Linked DNA regions of Ovis aries: region 1 is linked to region 2. Evidence: chromatin contacts called from public Hi-C data. All regions are on one chromosome and are shown on one strand. Each heading gives the region's core, a stretch centred on a gene start, on an enhancer-like site or on the middle of the called end of the contact. The rest is flanking DNA. Distances are from core to core; before and after follow the strand shown.

Region 1 (3,195 bases), core at 227-2,726, 86 kb after region 2:
TGGGATTAAAGGTCGTAGAGCCCAGGGAACAGACACCCTTGCACCTCCCTCTTGCGTCTTGCTGGCTGCTGGCCACTAGAGCTGCCCTGGCCCAACTCTCTCAGTCGAACCTCCAGGAACTGTGAGCCAAGACAGCAACAACTGTGAAGAACATTTCCCACAGGGCCGATTTCAAGTTCACTGGAAACCCCACTGCCCTGGCAGCCAGGGGACAAGGGGTAAATTTCTTCCCACTGGGAACCAAGTCCCTCCCCCATCAGATCCGATCTATGCTGGCTCAAATGCTGGGCCACCCACCCAAATGCTGGAAAATTACTTAACTCTGTTCATCAGCCCCCTTACTTAAAAAACACTGGCAACACAGCCTAGCCAGTAAAAGCGGTCTAGACCCAGGATTCTTGCGTTCAAATCCCAGCTAAACCAGGTATAAGCTTTGTGACTTAAAGCAAGTCAACTCATGGACCTGGCCTGTTTCCTCATCTATAAAATAAGGGATAATAATAAGCATTTCGCTCAGAGACAAGTTTAAGTGAATTAATGTTTGCAAAGCACTTGGATATATATTTACTCTTGTCACTATTACTCTGAAGCACTGTGTGATTAAAGGCGATAACTGTAACACCCAATGGGCACCCAGGAAATGTGAGTGCCATCCATATATTTATTATTACTATTATTCTAGCCAACACTGCCCTTTCAGCCTTGGGAAATAAAGAAAAGTCTTCAGCACCTTAGGAATGGGAAGCAGAAACCCCAGATGAAAGCCCGTAGTGCGGGTAGACGCTGCGCCGAAAGTCGGGTGCTCAGGGAAAGGGGAAAGGGCCCGGCTTCATCCAGCCGAGGATCCCCTAGCTCCCCGGGCCGGGTCATCGCAAAATGCCCGCGATCAAGTCCCCAGACCCCACGGCCGGCGGCAGATGCGGCCCCTTCGGACCGGTCCTCCAAAGAACTCTCCGAAGAGAATGCAAGGGAAGTCGCTGCCCACTAATCTGCAACAGTCGTCGGCGCTGACTTGGAAGAAAACAGAAAGCACGCCAAGACTAGGACTCGCTCGCATCCTCCACTTGGAGGCCTGGCCCCTGGGAGAGAACCGGGCTGCGGAGGGTCGGGCGGAGCGCTGGGGTCCCAGCCGAGCGGGAGGGGAGGCGGGGACGCGGCAGCCCCGACCCTCGAGAGGCTCCGCTGGGCTCCGCCGCCCCGACCGACAGACCCCGGCTCGCGGGCGCCGACGGGGACCGGGAGGGGGCGGCCCGGAGGCGTCAGGGCCTCCCGGCCAGGCCCGAGTCCCAGGTCCCCAGCCCCGGCCTCCCCGGGCCCCGCCACCCGAGCCCCGCCCAGGGTCCCCGAGCCGCCCGGTCCCGCCGCCCTTACCCGGGGCCGGAGCCCGCGCCAGCAGCACGGCCACCGCCAGCGCCAGGAGCCGCATCTCCCCGCCGCGCCCGGCGCTGTGACGCGGGAGCAGCGCCGCCGCCTGCCCGCCACCCGCCCCCCTCTCCTCCCCCGACCCCGCCGCCGCGCAGCCCGCCCCGCGCCCGCCCCCCGCCCCGCTCCGGCCCCCGCCCCTCCGGCCGCCTGCCCCACGCCCGGCCAGGGCTTCTGGGCTGAGGGCGAGGGCGAGGCGCCGCCGGCGGTCCTCTACCAAAACCTGCAGGCGGCTCATTTCACCACTCCCATTTCACAGATGTGAACACTGAGGTTCTGGGAGGCAACGGGTCGGACACAGGGCATACGTAGCTGCAATGGTATTGGAGGTCAGTTTGCATCACAGGCCAGTTACTGCTACGCGGACGGTGTCTGGAAGCTGGGGTGAAAGCTGGGGGGGCAACTACCAAATGCGGGGATTTCCTGGACCTAAGGCTACCCTGCTGCCCAGCGAGCCTCCTGCTGTCTCTACACAGAGACCTTTGGGAGCCAAGGAGCAGCTGAATTCGAGTGGGGTTGGGGGATGTCGTGCATGGGGATGCTTGGAAAACGGAGAGTCACACACGTTAAGTTCAGAGTGTGCGGACGCTATAAACTGTGATGACCGCTTAGGGTGCCCCAGCCACAGACATTGCCTAGGCACTCTGGAGCATGCCACTAAACCCTGCCACTGTGAGACCCTGGGGCAGCTCCTCAGCCTCCATGCGCCTCAGTTTCCTCCATCTGCGCCGTGGGGAAGTGGGTATGTCCCTCACTGGGTGCTTAAGATCAAGTGAGACAGTTCCAGTCACGGCATTGTTCCTGGCCCCGGCCAGTGAATGTCACCTGTCTTTACTATTACCACTGCGGGTAAGGAAGCAGAGGCAGGGAGATGAAAGGGCTGTTCCTGGCCACACAGCCAGGGTGTGGTGAGAAGACCATTCAGCCCGTCTCACCCTGAGTCAGTGCCTGATCTCTGCCCCATGCTTCTAAATTTGGGGCCAGAGCCTGACTAATGTGTTAGTCCAGCACTTCTGGGGCAAAGAAAATGTGTGTTAGATATGCTTTGCATGTGTCTGTCAAAGGAGGGCTTTGTGGGGTTCCAGGAAAGGTGGACCCTAACTTGGAGTGGGGCCCCTGAAGGAAGAAGAGAACATGGCCCCTGTCTCCTTCCCTCTAAGACCAGTGAATGAGGGTGGGGAAGGCATGGGACAGAGGTGGTACTGCCCGCTGGCTGCTTTTAGCCCCGGGTCATGTCCCAGAGGACAAGTCCACCCTGCAGCCCAGGCCAGTGGGTGCCCAGCACTCGTGGTGTCTCCAAATGCCAGGTATTCCCTGGAGTCCTAGGGCCAAGCGCCCACAGGACTCTTCTAGCTGAGGACGCTCACAAGCAGCAGGGCTCTGCAGGGACGGGGCTGACCGTCCAGGCAGCCTGACCACAGGGAGCAGCCCTGCCTCTTCTCACCAGGGGGTGGCAGAACTGAGGAGTCCGTGGGGAGCTGGCTGCAAGGTTGCTGGGTCTGATGCCAAGAACAAGACGTGAGGGCAAGACGTGGTGTCAAACGGGATCCTACCGCCCAGGAATACGGACATTTCTGGGAGACTTCCAGACCAGAGCTGGGAAACCACTTTGAATGTATGAGCAACTAAACCTCACACCCCACCCCCGTGACGTCCCAGAGTCCATTTTACAGGTGTTAAGCTTAGGCTCAAAGAGGTCTCCTATCCAGGGCTCTTGGGCCACAGAGTGTCTGGATGGAGAACGTGGATTCTGACTATGGAAGACAGTGCTTG
Region 2 (2,928 bases), core at 131-2,630:
CCTCTCTATACCTTAGCCTGACACGGAGCCCAGGTGTCTTCCTAGGAAGTCCAGGACGTTTCCCCCAGGCCAAGACCTCAGCTGTGGTCCTCCGATGGAGGGGGTTTCAGATGCTGCTGCGGGTTCTGAGACAGGTTGATCCTGGTCCAGAACTTCTCTGGGAAAATATCCCAGCTCTTTCTTGTCCTACAGAAGAGGCACCCCTGCAGGACCCCGAGGCGGTAGATACCCCAGTATCCCCATCAAGCCTGCCTCCTCCCCAGGCTGGGCCAGACCGCAGCCAGAGTGGCTGGGCCTTGGGGCTTTGTCACCACTCCTTCCCCGGCCCCAGACAAGTGTGTTATTTCAGGCTGTTCCTTGATGGAAAGTAGCAGAGGGGCTGCCAATGGGATAAATATAGCAGTGCCTTTTTGCCGAGTTGTGAAGCTCTGGATGATGTGGTTTGAGGCACAGGATTTGGATGCCTCCAGGGAGGAACAAAATCTATAGGAAAAAAAAAAAAATCCCTTCCACCTGAGTTGTGTTTGATGTTTGCTTGTTTTTTTGTTTTTGTTTTCAAAACACCTTCCCGGTCCTTCACTGTTTGTTTGCTTTCTGAGTAATGAGAAGCAGGTGGGTACCAGGCTCTGTGACAGGCTGCAGGGACAGTGTGGTGAGAAAACAGACAGAGATCTGCCCTGAGTGGCGTTATTTAATTGCTTTGCTCAGAAGGGAATGCAGTCCGAGCAAGCACAAGCGGGAGATGGAGACTGATTGCAGGGCTCAGGGAAGGTTCTGGAAAGCTTTCTCTGCACCAGGTCTAGTGTTCACATGGGTCAGATAAATATTAGCAGATGTTTTTATTCCCAACTCAGCTGAGAACAAGCTGATGGGGGAGCCAGTCCTGGGGGCCGGGCCTCCCAGCCTGAGCACTCCCAGTCCCGAGCCCCTGGAGCAGCCCCTCCCTGGGGGGCAGTCCCTTCCCCGTACCCTCCACGCCGGCCCACCCCTCCCCTGCTGTCACCCAGGCCCACGCTGAGGGCTGGTGGCAAGGCCAGCCCTGCCCTTTTCCCCAGAACACTTATTGCAACAGGGAAGCCACACAGACAGACTCTTTAAATCCTGTTACCGCTGGCTATTGTCCGCATGAGGACGCTGAAGGTCAGAGAGCTCAGAGGGTTTCCAGAGACACACAGCAATTCCAAAGCAGGCTCGGGCTTCGGATCCCACCTCCTGACTCTAAGCCCTATAATGACACTGCTGAGTGAGAAAAGCCAGGACGCCAGCAAAGGAGGGCGCACTGTGTGAGGAGAGGGCGCGCCAGACGCGGAGCTCATCTGGAGGGCCTGAGCCTGACTCTGGCGCCCAGGCCAGAGAGATGGCTTGGACGGACTTGCTCCGTTCACGCAGCCTCCTTGCGGCACACCAGGCACGTGATCTCTTGTAAATGGAATGAAGGGGCAGGGAGAGAGAGAAACAGAGAAGATAAAAAGGAGAGCGAGGGAGCCGTTCGGGCCAAGTTCGGACGGGAATGGCATGTGTGAGCACGTGGAGGAGAGCGAGCGGAGGCAGAGGGAGGGAGAGGGGCGGGGAGGACCCCGGGAAGGGGCGTCAGCGAGGGCGGTAGTTCCGCACGTTCTCGGAGATGGCCACCAGGTGGCGCTGGGAGCAGGGCTACCAGGGTTGACCTCAGACCGGGGAGAAGCTTGGGTGTGGCCCGGGAAGGGGAAAGGAGACTGTCACCACCTCCCCCCACCCCACGCCTGTTAACTCAGAAAGTCCCAAACCCTGGATGACTCCCCCACGACGTCCCTTCTTGCCAGTCACATGCTGTCAGTGCTGAAGCCACCCATGAAACAGAAAGAGCTGGTAAACTAGCGAAGTTCTCTTTATTCATATATCCATAAACCACGCGGACAAGTAATGCGCATAAATCCCCAAACTGTCAAAATCAAGAGAAAAGCAGGCTCCAGGCCCCCTTCATCAGAGACGAAAGTGGGGAAGGATTCCAGAACTACAGACTTGAAGGTGCAGAACTTCTCGCAGGTTATCTGCCATCCCTTGGGGGCTGCCCCGATGGCTCACGCGGTAAAGAAGCCGCCTGCAATGCAGGAAACGTGGGTTTGATTTCTGGGTTGGAAAGATCCCCTGGAGGGAATGACAAGCCACTCAAACACTCCGTATTCTTGCCTAGGAAATTCCATGGACAAAGGAGCCTGGCAAGCTACAGTCCATGGGGTTGCAAGGAGTCAGACATGACTTAGCATGTATGCATGCTATCCCTTGGGCATTCGTTTTATCATCCCAGTTTCTGATGATAAATTATCTCAACTGCTGGACAGCATGGTGGGGTGGGGCGTCCATGACTGTGGTCAGGATGGGACAGTGGCTTCTGAGAGGTTTGAGGGATGCTCAAGCGGGCAGCTGGCGGGTAGACATGGAGTCAGGAGAGGGGTCCGGCTGGAGATGTGGATGGGGAGTCCTCAGGCTGCAGCTCGAGCGTGGAGACCCAGGTGTGCGTGTACAGAGAGATGGCAACTTGGAGAAAGGCACCCCTGAAGTGGAGCGGGGAGGTGATTACGGGGTGGCGTAGGCTGTGCAACTGGATATGTCAGGGAAAGGACCTGTGTCCCGCGGCGCCGAGAACGGCAGAACCCACGCTTAGCCACGCCCCCAGAGGCCTGAAGCAGAGCTGAGGGCAGGGATGGGGCTGAGGACAGCGGGCCAGGCTGAGACCAGAGGGGCAGTGCAGGAAGCAGAGGCTCCTGACCGGCAGGGTGGGAGCGGGTGGGGGGAGGCAGCAGGAGAGATGGCTTGGGGCTGGTCCACCCCGCCTGAGATACGTGTGTCACTCTGGAGACTGAGGGATGCTTAGTGAAGGAGACCGCGAAGAGCCGGAAACAGAATCCGGAAGAGGTGGGAGGATGGGCAGCGGAGCAGAGTGAGACA

What was found. Hi-C and Micro-C count contacts between places; a contact is called where the count stands out from the background.
Region 1: a contact with region 2 is called in a Hi-C map of skin fibroblasts, with 3 times the contacts expected there. The contact joins the promoter of VSTM4 here to the enhancer-like site in region 2. A contact is called at or near these places in 3 of 16 Hi-C or Micro-C datasets (mesenteric adipose tissue, skin fibroblasts and tail adipose tissue).

Annotation. Positions count from the first base shown.
Region 1 is chr25:42,365,360-42,368,554 of ARS-UI_Ramb_v3.0, forward strand. VSTM4 (V-set and transmembrane domain containing 4) reads right to left here and starts at 1,477. Exons shown (of 8, transcript XM_004021659.6): 1 at 1,372-1,477. The coding sequence starts at 1,426.
Region 2 is chr25:42,279,076-42,282,003 of ARS-UI_Ramb_v3.0, forward strand. No RefSeq gene overlaps it. Among named protein-coding and RNA genes, the nearest start is that of LRRC18, 58 kb to the left of the region's middle. Within about 2 kb of position 1,381, at least 22 of the 54 cell types and tissues checked have an H3K27ac peak or open chromatin away from gene starts, as enhancers often do.